Linked DNA regions of Hordeum vulgare: region 2 is linked to region 1. A link is a contact called in public Hi-C data. All regions are on one chromosome and are shown on one strand. The core of a region is the stretch at or near the end of the contact, and the rest is flanking DNA. Distances in the headings are between cores, read along the strand shown.

Region 1 (6,823 bases), core at 3,439-5,938:
TGTCGTGAATATCACATAACTATCCATTTTTCTATCAATTTCCTAACACTAGTTTGTTTACCCACCGTATGTTGTTTTCATAAAAGATGCCATTAGGGAAAACTATAACCCCCGGGTCTATTCACCATATATTTACAGAACCTTCAATACCTTGCTGCCATTTACTTGTTTCATTTTATTTTGCACTTTACAATTATCTACACATCTCACTTGCTTGCAAATAGGGCTGCAAGAAAATCTCGAGGCTCGTGAGCCGCTCGAGATCGACTCGTCTTTTGGCTCGACTCAAGATCGACTCGGAAATAAACGAGCTAAGTATGAACACTATGTGTAGCTCGGTCAAGAAACAAGCCGATCTTGAGCCAATATTAGCTCGCTCGATTTTAGATCGATGGCTCGGCTTAACATCATCATGTTAAATGATCGTGTTATATATTAAATGGAAATAAAATGATTTATTACCATATATGTTGTCCATGATTTTTCTCCATTTTATTTACTAGCAAATATGGAAGTTTAATTAAGTGTAGAGAAAATTTATGCCTTATTACGGTACGTGATCGGGTGTGTGTTAGTATTATGTTTCTTTTGGGCCGAATTCCCAAGAATATTCTCCTTGGTTTTCCTATCTTTCTTCCAGGAAGACCATCATGTGCTGCAAGATGAGCTCTTTGAAGAATGACATGACGACTGCACAATGGATTGAAGTAAGCCCTTTTTCCATTTTCACGTTGAATGATATCTGAATACGTCTGCGGTTCTTTCTCAAGATTTGAGTTATGGTTACACTATTCACGTGTAAAATACTTTTGGATAGGGTGCATGTAATTCAGCGTATTGTAAGCCGAAGTGAACATTTCTTTTACGGTCTCATTTAGCTCGAAAGTAACTCGAGATCGACTCCTGATCGTTACAAGCTAAGCATGAGTCATGTTTTATGGCTCGATCTTGAGCTTCACTCAGTTTGAGCTTGCTTGAATTTTAATATGAACTGGGTCGAGCCAAGTACAACTCGCTCGAGCTTGACTCGTTTGCAGCCCTACTTGCAAATAACGATACCAAGGGGATTGACAACCCTCTTGCCCGTTTTGGGTGCAAGTTGTTTGTTCTTTGGTGTGCAGCCACTGAAGACGATTGTTGTTGATATTCATATTGGTTCGAGAAACCTTAGTTTCGTAACCAAGAAAAATGCTTACCCATATTATGCTGTGATAACCCGTTCCTCTTCATGGAAAACCCAACACAGATCACAAGTATCAGTCGTCTTCGAGGACAAGGAGAGATTTAGATCGAAAACAATCTGGTTCGATGTTGCACTGTTTTTCACTCGCTACAATGCCATCCTTAGCAGGTCAGCCTACTTCAAATACATGGTGCTACTCTCCTACGCTTACCTCCAACTCAATATGCCAAGTCCAAGCAGCATGATAACAATTTGTGGTGGCCCCGAGAGGACGCTCAAAGCGTAAGTCGCAAACTTGAAGTCTGTCAAGGCTACACTAGCCTGAGCAGAGCTCAAAGGTATCAAGAGGTCCATCGATCCCGCTGTGACACGCCACGAGTCAAGCTCGGCCCGACGCTGACTTTTCAACCTGCAATGAAAACAAAAACTTTCCAAGTCCACCGAGAAGACCCAGCAAAAAGGTGATCATCAAGGGAGACCTACTTGAAGTGCAAGAAGCCATACTTTTGCAATTCCTCCGGAGCGATTGGGGCATCTTCACTTAAAGACCCACGGGCATGCCCGGAGTTCCAGCAAAGATCGCACAATACAACCTCGATGTTCGGAAGGACGTCAGACCAGTCAAGCAAGCCATGCACTTCTTCGTCATGGAGAAACGACAGGACGTTACGAAGAAATAGTCCGACTCCTAGCTGCTACAGCCGATTCTACGTGTTGGTTGTGGGTCAGCTGACCCAACAGCTTTTAAAAAAAAGCCAAAAACATTGTATACTTATTGTTCAGTGTGAAGATTTTTTAAATTTCTTTAGCAATACCCCCACATATGCTTGAGGTTGGCTTCGTCGGCTGCTACCTCTCGAGTTCATTAAGGCTTTGTTCAGTTCCATGGGAAATAAACCTCCATAAGATTATACCCATGCAGGGATCTGATGACGCCCACCCCGTCACCCAATCCCGTAACCCACAATCCCTATATACTATTGTCTATTCGGTTAGCCCCGAAAATTAGAAGTCATTATGCAAGAAGCAGAGTAAGAACCCTAGAAATTAGAGTACGGGGGGAAGCAAGAAGAGGAGGAGGAGCGCGGGCTTACAAGTCCACCGTCGGGGAAGAAGCATGCCGGCGTTGGGGTGGTTGTGGTCGCCATAAAGCTCGCGGTGGTTCTGCTCTGGGTCGCCGCTGAGCTCGCACCGCCACTGATGTTGGATGAGGTGCTGGTGGTTGGAGAGGGGAGAGGGAGATGAAGGGGAGGGGGAAGTGCTACTGCCATCTCCTCCAGTAGCGTTACCGTTGTCCCTCCTCCTCCGGCGCTGGCGTAGCCACGAAATCAAAAGAGGGAGAGAGGGGTTGTGGTGATAGAGAGAGAGTAACCGAGCAAGGGTTGTTTCCACGGGGTGGGAGGAGAGGGTTACTTCCCGACCATTTCCACGTGGTTTGGGAGGGGTTTGAGCGGGGTTTCATCCTAGAAGGGGCTAACCGAAGGCACGTAGCAGACAACCGGGGAATGAACCCCGGTCCGGTGAAATCCACGCAGATCGAGGGGATTGGTGCCCAATCTCGACGGGGTTGGCTATAGCCTAACAAAGCCTAAGAGCATCTCCAACAGTCATTGTATATTGGATTGCTAAAAACTTGTTATAGCAAGAGGAGAGAGAAGGTTTACAGAGCCAACATGTTTTTTTTTGTTTTGGTAGCCTTTGTATATTGGATTGCTATATTTGCACAAAACACACAATGACATGTGGGGACAGTTTGTCATAGACACATTGCACACTAGCATACGCGCATGTATATGTATACTAGCACAACTCGCGTCCACGTATACATACACACACGCGTACGCTTACACACATGCAACACACACACGTACACATACAGCACACACACACGTACACATGCAGCACACACGAGTACACGTACACAAAAAAACACGTACACGTACACACATGCGCGGACACACACAATGCACACAGAGCACACACACACTAGTACACGGACCCACTTGTCATTGAGACAAAGTGAGGCTTACTAAAAATTTATAAAGTGACATTTGGCTTGGTAAATATGCAAAGTGTGGGTGCAAATATAGCAAGCTTAGTAAAAAAAATGGTGGGGACCACTTGTACAAAGGTTGTTGGAGAAGGTCTTTTGATCAAGATTTGTAAAGTAACAAGTGAGTGCAAATATACCAAGGCCGTTGAAGATGCTCTAAGGAGGTACCGCATCCTGAGCGGTAACCATAGTAGCAAGGGGATGATCAACCATATGCTTTGATAATTACGTTTGCTGACTCAACACATTTTGTCCTTTCTTTCATTTTATTTTGTAATTTGCAATTATCTACACATCTCACTTGCTTGCAGATAACAAGACCAATGGGATTGACAACCCTTTTACCCGTGTTGGGTGTAAGTTGTTTGTTTTTTATGTGTAAATTATTTGTTTTTTGTGTGCAGCCACTGAGGACGGTTGTTGTTGATATTTTTATTGATTCGATAAATCTTGATTTCATAACTGAAAGAAAATACTTACCTATATTGTGCTGCGATAACCCGTTTCTCTTTACGAAAAAACCCAATGCAGATCACAAGTATCGATCGTCTTCGAGGACAAGGAGAGGTTTAGATTGGAAACAATCCGGTTCGAAGTTGCACTGTTCCGCACTGGCTACAATGCCATCCTTAGCAGGTCGGCCTACTTCAAATCCATGGTGCTACTCTCCTACGAAGAAATAGACCGACTCCTAGCTACTAGAGGTGATTCTACATGTTGGTTGTGGGGTCAACTGACCAACAGCTTTAAAAAAACAGTCTAAAACATTCTACACTTATTATTCAGTGTGAACATATTTTTAATTTCTTTAGCAATAACCCCACATATGCTTGAGGTTGGCTTCTGTCGGCTGCTAGCTGCCGAGTTCATTAAGAAGGTCCCGCATCCTGAGCGGTAACCCAAGAGGATGGCCCCACCGTGGTAACCATAGTAGCAAGAGGATGCCCCCACCCTATACTTTGATAATTACGTTTGCTGACTCAACACGTTTTGTCCTTCCTGTTCATATAGCAGGGAAGGAGAGGAGAAAAACAGTCTGCTCAAAACCACGGTAGGAGCACACGGGAAACCGGTTGACGCAGTCAGACGCGGATCTTCACCTACCATGCCAATGCCGTCGCCCGGCAGAAGTAGCCAACCAACCAACCAATGATCATTTCGGAAATTCGGAGTAGTCGGACTAATCCAACCTGCAAAAATCCCAAGAGAAGTGCAGCTGGTATGAACAGAGGAAGGCGAGCCCGTCTTTTTGATCCGGCGGCCAACCATTAATTAGATTATTATAAGCAAAAAACTGACGTACTCCCTCCGTCCAGGTGTATAGGGCATGCGCGTTGTTCTAGGTCGTTAATTTAACTATTTAAATATATATTATATGTAATAAATAATATACCATTAGATTCATGTGAGGGTGTAGTTTCTAAATATGTAATTTTTATCACATATAATATATATTTAGCTAGTTAAATTGACAACCTAGAACTACGCGCATGCCTTATACACTTGGACGGAGGTAGTAGTTGACTTTCATATACCCATGCTTGCTTGATTAGTTTGCCTAATCATCGTGACCCATCTTTCATGATGGGCACAAGGAAAGTAGCAGCAAGAGGACTGCATTTACTCTGAGAATACTATTACAATAATTTTTTCTTTGGCATCGACACATTTTCTTCCAAAAAAGTTACTCTAAACCACGAGACAAGCAACAATGACATGCCTGCAGGAGTAGCCGATGACTCACCTTTCGGTGACAGCCAAACACAAAGCACCCAAAACACCGCGTGGTATGGTTGTGAACTTCGGATGCTGAGAATAGCAAGACGAAGACTTGTTGACTGCTTACTTCTTTCCGCGGAGCTCACATCTGCTTCACTGATTCTGCATAACCAGGTGAGATCTTTTTCTCCTCTGAAAGCTCATCCCCGCAATAGCCCCCATATCTCCTCTCAAAACTCACTGGTTTTTCTTACAGTCTCCATGGGCCCTGCCGGCCTCCACCGTTTCTTGCTCATCGTGCTTGCAGCTGCAGCACCATTGCTCTCTGCGTCGCAGCGTTTCGACTACCCCGCAGCGAACCTCTCGACGCTGTGGATCAACAACAAAGCTTTCCTCCCACATAGTGTCAGCTACTCCGACGGTTCAGCCGTGCGGGCCATTGTCCTCCATTCACCCAAAACCTTCTATGGCCCCTCCTTTGCCGCAGGATTCGTCTGCGCCTCCCCCTGCGATGTCTTCCTCTTCGCTGTCTTCATTGTCTACACCAATAGTGGTGCCAAGATCACCATGCCGACTACTGGGACTCCGCAGGTGGTCTGGTCTGCCAACAGGGCTCGCCCTGTCAGAGAGAACGCTACCCTTGAGCTTTCCTCGGATGGAAACTTGGTCCTCTGTGATGCTGATGCTAGCCTCGTCTGGTCGAGCAGCAGCTCTGGGCGGTCTGTAGCTGGCATGATGATCACCGAGGTCGGTAATTTGGTCTTGCTTGATCAGAGAAATGCAACAGTGTGGCAGTCATTTGCTCACCCTACTGATGCATTGGTCCCTGGGCAGTCGCTTCTGGAAGGTATGAGGCTCGTAGCAAGTACGTCTGCAACAAATTGGACAGAGAATCAGTTGTACATGACAGTTCTCCCTGATGGATTGTATGCTTATGTCGGATCCACACCACCACAACTCTATTTTTCGAAACTGGTGAACAATAACAAGACAGGAAAGGATCCAACAAAGGTCACCTTCATGAACGGCAGCCTCAGCATCTCTGTGCAGTCCAAGCAACCAAATGAATCAGACACGACTATCCAGTTGCCAGCAGCTAACTCCACCCAGTACATGAGATTGGAGTCCGATGGGCATCTGAGGCTCTACGAATGGTCTAATGCAGATGCAAAATGGGCTGTAGTGTCTGATGTAATCAAACTATTCCCTGATGATTGTGCCTTTCCAACAGTCTGTGGAGAGTATGGTATATGCACAGGGGGGCAGTGTGTTTGTCCGCTTCAGAATAATTCTAGTTCAAGCTACTTCAAACCGGTCGATGAGCGGAAGCCAAATCTTGGTTGTGCATCAATGACTCCAATCTCTTGTCAGGAAATGGAACACCATCAGTTGTTGACTCTTACAGACGTTTCTTACTTTGACGCCAGCCACATCGTTGTGAATGCAACAAAAGGAGAAGACTGTAAGCAAGCTTGCTTGAAGAACTGCTCCTGCAGCGCCGTGATGTTTAGGTACGGCCAGAATGATTCCGATGGAACGTGTCTGTGGGTGACAAGGGTCTTCTCCTTGCAATCAATACAACCTGAAATTGTTCACTACAACTCCTCTGCTTACCTCAAGGTGCAGCTTAGCCCCTCAACTTCTGCCTCTAATGCAAACAAAAAGAAGGTGATGTTAGGTGCTACACTTGGAGCTATTACTATTCTTGTAGTGCTAGTCATTGCTGTCATTCTTTATGTGCGAAGGAAGAAGAAGTACCAAGAGTTAGATGAAGAACTAGATTTTGATCAAATTCCTGGTATGACAGCGAGGTACTCGTTTGAAAACTTGAGAGAGTGCACTGGAGACTTTAGTAAAAAGCTCGGAGG
Region 2 (6,610 bases), core at 3,456-5,955, 250 kb after region 1:
AAGCGCTCGATGCCACACATCAAAAGTGCAATGCCTACGGCTTAGGCGCCACACTGTTGGGGGTAGGGTCGGACGTCTGCGTGGCCGGGGATATGACGCATTTAACTAAGGCGTCACACAATATATTATGTTACACAAAATGATCACTAATGCTGTTGGAGAAGCATCCCCCTTAGATACTGAGTGGGTAGGAGATGATGACTTAGATGTTAATGACTTTACTGTGTTTAGATCCAGGAAGAAAGAAAGGAAAAAAAGTGAATATCACTATTTCTAAACCTGTGACTAGAAGTCAAAAGCAAAAAGTGGGGGATGGTGCAGGTAAGGCTATGGCTCCTGGCAAACCTAGCACCAAAACTCAACTTCCAAAAAATAGGAAAAATGATTAGTCCCTTTTGGAATTGTAGGGGGATTGGAAAGAGAGGCATGGGGACATATATATCTGACTTGATCAGAGACTATAAGCTTGATTTTGTTGGGATTCAAGAGACTATGAAGAAGGACTTTTCCTCTAAATTCTTGAGGAAATTTGACCCTGGAGAAGTTTTTAGTTGGAAGTGGATTCCTTCGGAAGGGAAGTCGGGTGGGATATTAGGTGGCTTTAGAAATAATATGTTTGATCTGGTGGACTGTGTTGAGGGCAAGTATCTTATGAATTTCGAGTTGTGGAATAAGAACCTTAAGATGAAATGTTGTATTCTGGTGGTGTACAGATCAGCGCATGAAGAGTTCAAAACTGATTTCCTTACGGAGCTTGCGGCAATGTGCAGTCACATTACCTGCCCCTACATAGTGGGAGGGGACTTTAATATCCTTAGATTTGTTGGGGAGAAAAACAAGAGGGTGAGACTAGGACATTCCTCGGATCTTTTTAATTCCATTATTAATTCTCTTTCCTTGCGTGAGGTGGATATGAGTGGTGGCATTTATACCTGGTCTAATAACCAACAGGAGCCTACTTTGGAGAAACTGGATAGAGTTTTCATGTCCAAATCCTGGGAATATCTTTTTCCTTTTACTTTTGTTAGGAAAATAATAAGAGAGGTCTCGGACCACTGTCCCCTGTTTTAAATACTGATGATAATGTACCCATTAATTTGGGCAAGAGAGAGTTCAGATTTGATTTAAACTGGTTGAACAAACCTGAGTTTACTACTCTGGTGGCTAAAATCTAGATGCAACCTGTCCATTCTGTTAATCCCATTGATATCATGAATATCAAGCTGAAGAGATTTAAAAAATATTTTTAGTGTTGGGGCTCAAATAATTTTGGGCAAGCCAGGAAGAGAAGAAAATGGTTAAGGGAGGAGTTATGGCACATTGAAGAGTTGCAAGAGACTAATACATTCAGCCATGAGCTTTATTGCAAAAAATTGGAGATGCTAGTAGAATTAAATAGCTTGCTGCTGGAAGAAGAGGTAGCTTGGCTACAGAAGTCGCATGATAATTGGTTACTTAAAGGTGATAGTAACACTGAATATTTCCATAGAATGGTGAATGGGAGGAGAAGGAGGAATATGGTCGTTTCGCTTAGCTGTGGGGATATGGTGATTGAAGGGAATAAGAACATGCTTAATCATGCCACTGCATTTTATAAAGATTTTTTTGGGCCTGCTCCTGGAAACCTATGTAAGATAGATGGGAATATGTGGGATGATAAGGAAAAGTTGGGGGATATTGAAAACTTTATCTTACTTAGGCCTTTTTCGGACACGGAAGTTAAAAATGCTTTGTTCTCGATGAAACATAACAAGGCCCCTGGACCTGATAACATTCCGATTGAATTTTTTCAATCCTGCTGGGATATTGTTAAGAAAGATGTGATGCTGCTTTTTGAATGGTTTCACGAGAATAATCTTGATGTGGAAAGACTTAACTATGGTATAATAACACTGTTGCCTAAAGTGGCTGGAGCTGAAAAGATGCAATAGTTCAGACCTATATGTCTGTTAAGATGTATCTACAAGTTGATTACCAAGGTGCTGACTATCAGATTAGAACCTCATGTGGACATCTTGTTTAGTAGACATCAGAATGCCTTTATCAAAAATAGAGATATTATGGACGGGATCATGTCACTACATGAAATTTTGCATCATACGTATGCCCGTAAGAAAACAGGGATTGTGCTCAAACTTGATTTCGAAAAAGCATATGATAAGGTTAACTGGGAATTCCTGTTGGATTGCCATAGTAAAAGAAACTTTGACACACGATGGATAGATTGGATTCGGAGAATTTTGGTAGGTGGCACCATTAGTGTGAAGTTAAACGATGAGGTGGGGGGAATACTTCCAGAGTGCTAAAGGAGTAAGACAGGGTGATCCCCTTTCTCCTTTCCTCTTTAACCTAGCTGATGATTGTCTTACAAAGATGGTCCTGAAGGCACAAGAGAATGGCATGTTTACTTGGTTAGCGGCGGATTTAGTAGAAAATGGGGTGGCGATACTTCAATACGCTGATGATACTATTCTATGTTTTGAAGATAATGCTAGCAATGCTTTGAATATCAAATTACTGCTTTATTTGTTTGAGGTTATGTCAGGTTTAAAAATCAATTTTTTGAAAAGTGAGATTTTTTCAGTAGGTGCTGATGATGATACTATGAGAAATTATGCTGAAATGTTCGATTGTGAGATTGGGTCTTTCCCTATTAAGTACCTAGGTATGCCTGTTAGCTATGCTGGGCTTAAATGCAGTGATTGGCTTTTTGTGGATGACAAATTTATTAGCCATGGGGAATCCTGGATCAGTGAATCTTTATCCAGTGGGGTAGACTTATTAAAGTTAACGCGGTGTTATCCCATATTCCGTCGTACTATATGTCCATGGCCCTGATAAAAAAAAACTACGCTTGAGAAATGGGACAAACCCAGAAGAGATTTTTTTGGCATCGCAACGGGAGAAAAAGGGTATCATATGGTGAAATGGACTCGTGTTTGTAGATCTAAGGTAAAGGGAGGTCTGGGGGTTAAGGACTTGAGGAAACAAAATATCAGCTTGCTCGCTAAATGGTGGTGGAAACTTGAGAAAAAGAAGGGACTATGGCAAGATATAGTGAAAGCTAAGTATCTTAAAAGAACATCTGTAGCTAAAGTTAAGCAGAAAGCTGCTGATTATCCCCGTTGGAAAGCAATTCTGAAGGTTAAGGAGCATTACATGGCTGACAGAGGGGTGGTGCTTAAAAAAGGTAACATAGCTAGCCTATGGCTAGATGATCTGGGTGATAATGTCCTTCTACAAGACAGATATCCTGATATCTTTGAAATTTGCTTAGATACGGAATGTACTGTTGATAAGTTGGAGAGTATGAATCATTTATCTTCTTTTAGGAGAAGATTATCTCCAGATATGCTCCAGAAATGGGATGAAATGAGACAATATGTGTTGGATAAAATTTGTGCACATGAGGATGACGAAATATACTGGAAATTAGATAATTCCAGAGAATACTCCACTAAAACTATGTATAGATGGTTAGAGAGAAACCTTGCAGGGGCCAATTATAAGTGGATTTGGGGAACTAAGATTCCTTTGAAGATTCAAATCTTCTTGTGGCAGTTATTTCAAAACTCCATTCTTACAAGAGATAATATGAAGAAACGCCAGTGGAAGGGGGACCCTAAATGTTCTTTTTGTGATGAACCTGAATCGGCGCAGCATTTGTTTTTTGGGTGCTCGGTGGCCAAGGTTGTTTGGAGAACTGTTGGTGCTGTTTTTGGTACCAGTTATATTCCGAAAACGATTTGGAAAGTTTATTCTTGGTTGTATGCTTTTTTGCGAGGCTTATGTGAGATTTATACTGTTGGCTTAGCTGCAGTTTGCTGGTCTATATGGTTGGCTCGGAATCGGGCTACTTTTGAAAAGAAGTGGATTAACACTCCTTTTGAAATTGTTTTCACAACATGTGCGTTTGTTGAATACTGGGTAGGTATGCAAAAACCGATGATGGTGGAGACTGTCAAGAAGGGAGCTCAATTGCTAAAAGAGAGCGCATCCCAGATGTTGTTGCTATGTGGACCACCAAGGCCAGAATCGACCGAACAGGCACAGGAGGAAGAAGCCTGGGAGGAGTGATAAGTGCAGGAGAAGATGACGATTCCTTGGCGATGGATCTTGCTGGTTACAGTGCAAAAAGCTTGGTTCCTAGTGATGATTAAATTTTGTCAGTGTGTGACTCTTTTGTTTTATCTTGTGCTCTTTTGTGAGCCTGGTCTGGTTATGGTTGTTGGAAACCCTGGTAGCGGGTTCATGGTAGTGTAGCTTTTGATCTTTTGCGTAGTATCAGATGATATCAGGTTTTCGTCCCACAGTTTATGTTCCTGATGAGAGGCATAAACGGTGGGTTTCCTGATATTGTTACGAACTCGCTTTTTTTCGTTTCCCTCTCTTTCTGGTTCTGGTTTTAAAAACATTGTATTTTCGTTATGAAAGTAATGGAAAGGGGAGAAAGCCCGGTTCAAAAATGTTACACAAAACTATCAGTTGAGCGATTTTTTTATAAAAACAGTTTGTGAATTTTTATCAATTTTGCCGGTTGCCCTGAAATCGAACACCGACCCGCGTGTCCGCCGTGGCCTTTAAAGCCCCACGGCCCCACCACAACTAATTTTTCTTTTGAGACAACTAAATGCCAACTGGTAACTTCCCACCACGGCACGCACCTCCTTCTGGACCTTTCGGCCCACGGCGCCACCTTACGCCGTGCCGTGCCGTGCCGCCTAACTTTTAAAAACTCTCCCCTCCTGTCCCCGTCTCCCAGTCCAAGCATCCAATTCCAAACCACGCACTAATCGACTACGACCACCTCGCCCCCGCCGTAACGCGCACCCCTCAGGTCGCCGCCGTGCTCTCTCGTCACCATTTATTCCCGCGCTTCCAGTTCCGTACGCCTCATGCCGCCGGCCGCGCGGGTCAAACCTCCAACAAAATGAAACTCGGTGCAATGAGGTCGTGCCGCTTGCCCCCGGCCATCGCGGCCGCCGCGCTGGCCGCGGCGGCGCTGCTGGTCCTCTTCCGGGCCTCCCCTTACGGTCTCGCCTACCCCCCCGCGCGCGTCCGGCCGCTCGTGGCGAGGGGTCCCGGGAGCCCGCCTTCCGTCGCGTACTGGATATCCGGCACGGGCGGAGAGGGCCGCAGGGTCCTCAGGCTGCTCAGGGCGGTGTACCACCCGAGGAACCAGTACCTGCTGCACCTGGACGCGGGGGCGTCGCGGGACGAGCGGACGGAGTTGGCCGCCGCTGCGCGGGACGAGGCGGCGTGGAGGGAGTTCGCAAACGTCGACGTGGTAGGGGAGAGTTACGCGGTAGACAGGACGGGCTCCTCGGTGCTCGCAGCGGCGCTGCACGGCGCCGCTGTGCTGCTCAGGATTGGGGCTGACTGGGACTGGTTCGTCACGCTCAGCGCCTGGGACTATCCTCTCGTCACGCAGGACGGTAAGATAGATACTGCTAGCAAACACTCTTCCTATAGTTTAATTAATTTTCTATGCTTTTTAATATATATTTTTCTATGCTTTTTAATATATAATTTTATATGGAGTACGTACTGGGTGATTGCGATTGCCATTTGATGCATTGCTTACCTCTCAAGACTCATGAGATGGATTTCTTTCTTGCGAGTTACGGCTTAATTGTACACAAGTTAGTTACCATTGAGTTGGAGTGGCTGACATAGCTTTTTTTAAATTTTGTTGTTGCTGCCTGACATTACAAGCTATGAATCAGTCTAAAATCTCACATTTTGAAATTGGATACTCGAGGTGCATTGTGCTGTTAGTCCTGGAAACTGTTTGGTACTAGCTGCACCTTTGTACAACTCTATTTCTGGTTGTGCCAATGTAAGTGCCGTCCTTAAGGGCGTTGCAGTATGTTTTTGCGCTGAATTGTTCAAACGGTCTTCTACGAGTAGCTGTCCGTACTCCGCGGTGCTGTACTTAATCAATTCTGCAACAACCTACCAGAATCAATAAGGTCGGGCAACTCATGTGTGCTAGTACTGAATTTTTGATAATCAGCGAGAGCTATCATTGGGATATTGCTCAAATGTCACACAAAGCACTTTCACTTGATATGACAGATTGCCAGTGGCACCGTATTTAAGAGGGTTGAGGTTAGCCAGAACGGTGGCATTTTTATCTTTGACCTTATTTAATGTACGTATACCAATAGACGTCCCCTCCGTTGCCCCCCGCGCGGGCGGCCGAGGGGCTCCAACCCTAGCCGCTGGTCTATCCCCATCCCACCCCTCCCTTCCGCCGCCGCTGGAGGAAACCGCCGGGCTAAGCCCGAGCGAATGACGGCGGTGGCGGAGGAGCCTCTCCTTCTCGCGCGCGTGGGTGGCGCGGGGCATCCACGCGCGCGGATGTGCGTCCCCGGACCCGAGCCTCCGTGCTGCGGTGGCTCGCTCCCAGCGGCGAGCGGAGGCAGATGCAGCTACTGCATCTGGCCGTGGCGCTGCGTCTCCTCGGATCAGCGACGGCATGGAGGGACTTGGTTGGCTGGTCAGTTGCAGGCGTAGTTGGCCCTTTGGTCAGATCTGATCTGGTCTGAGTGGCTAGCTTGCTCTGCGGTGGCGGAGATCGGTGGTCGCCTGTGTGCACTATGTGAGA

Evidence for each region. A called contact is a pair of places that touch in the nucleus more often than the background predicts.
Region 2: a contact with region 1 is called in a Hi-C map of leaf, with 2.9 times the contacts expected there. The contact joins the promoter of LOC123426423 here to the promoter of LOC123426424 in region 1. A contact is called at or near these places in 5 of 6 Hi-C or Micro-C datasets (leaf and seedling).

Annotation. Positions count from the first base shown.
Region 1 is chr2H:404,085,934-404,092,756 of MorexV3_pseudomolecules_assembly, reverse strand. LOC123426424 (G-type lectin S-receptor-like serine/threonine-protein kinase SD2-5) reads left to right here and starts at 4,688. Exons shown (of 1, transcript XM_045110262.1): 1 at 4,688-6,823. The coding sequence starts at 4,953.
Region 2 is chr2H:403,839,767-403,846,376 of MorexV3_pseudomolecules_assembly, reverse strand. LOC123426423 (beta-glucuronosyltransferase GlcAT14A-like) reads left to right here and starts at 4,705. Exons shown (of 5, transcript XR_006622203.1): 1 at 4,705-5,435.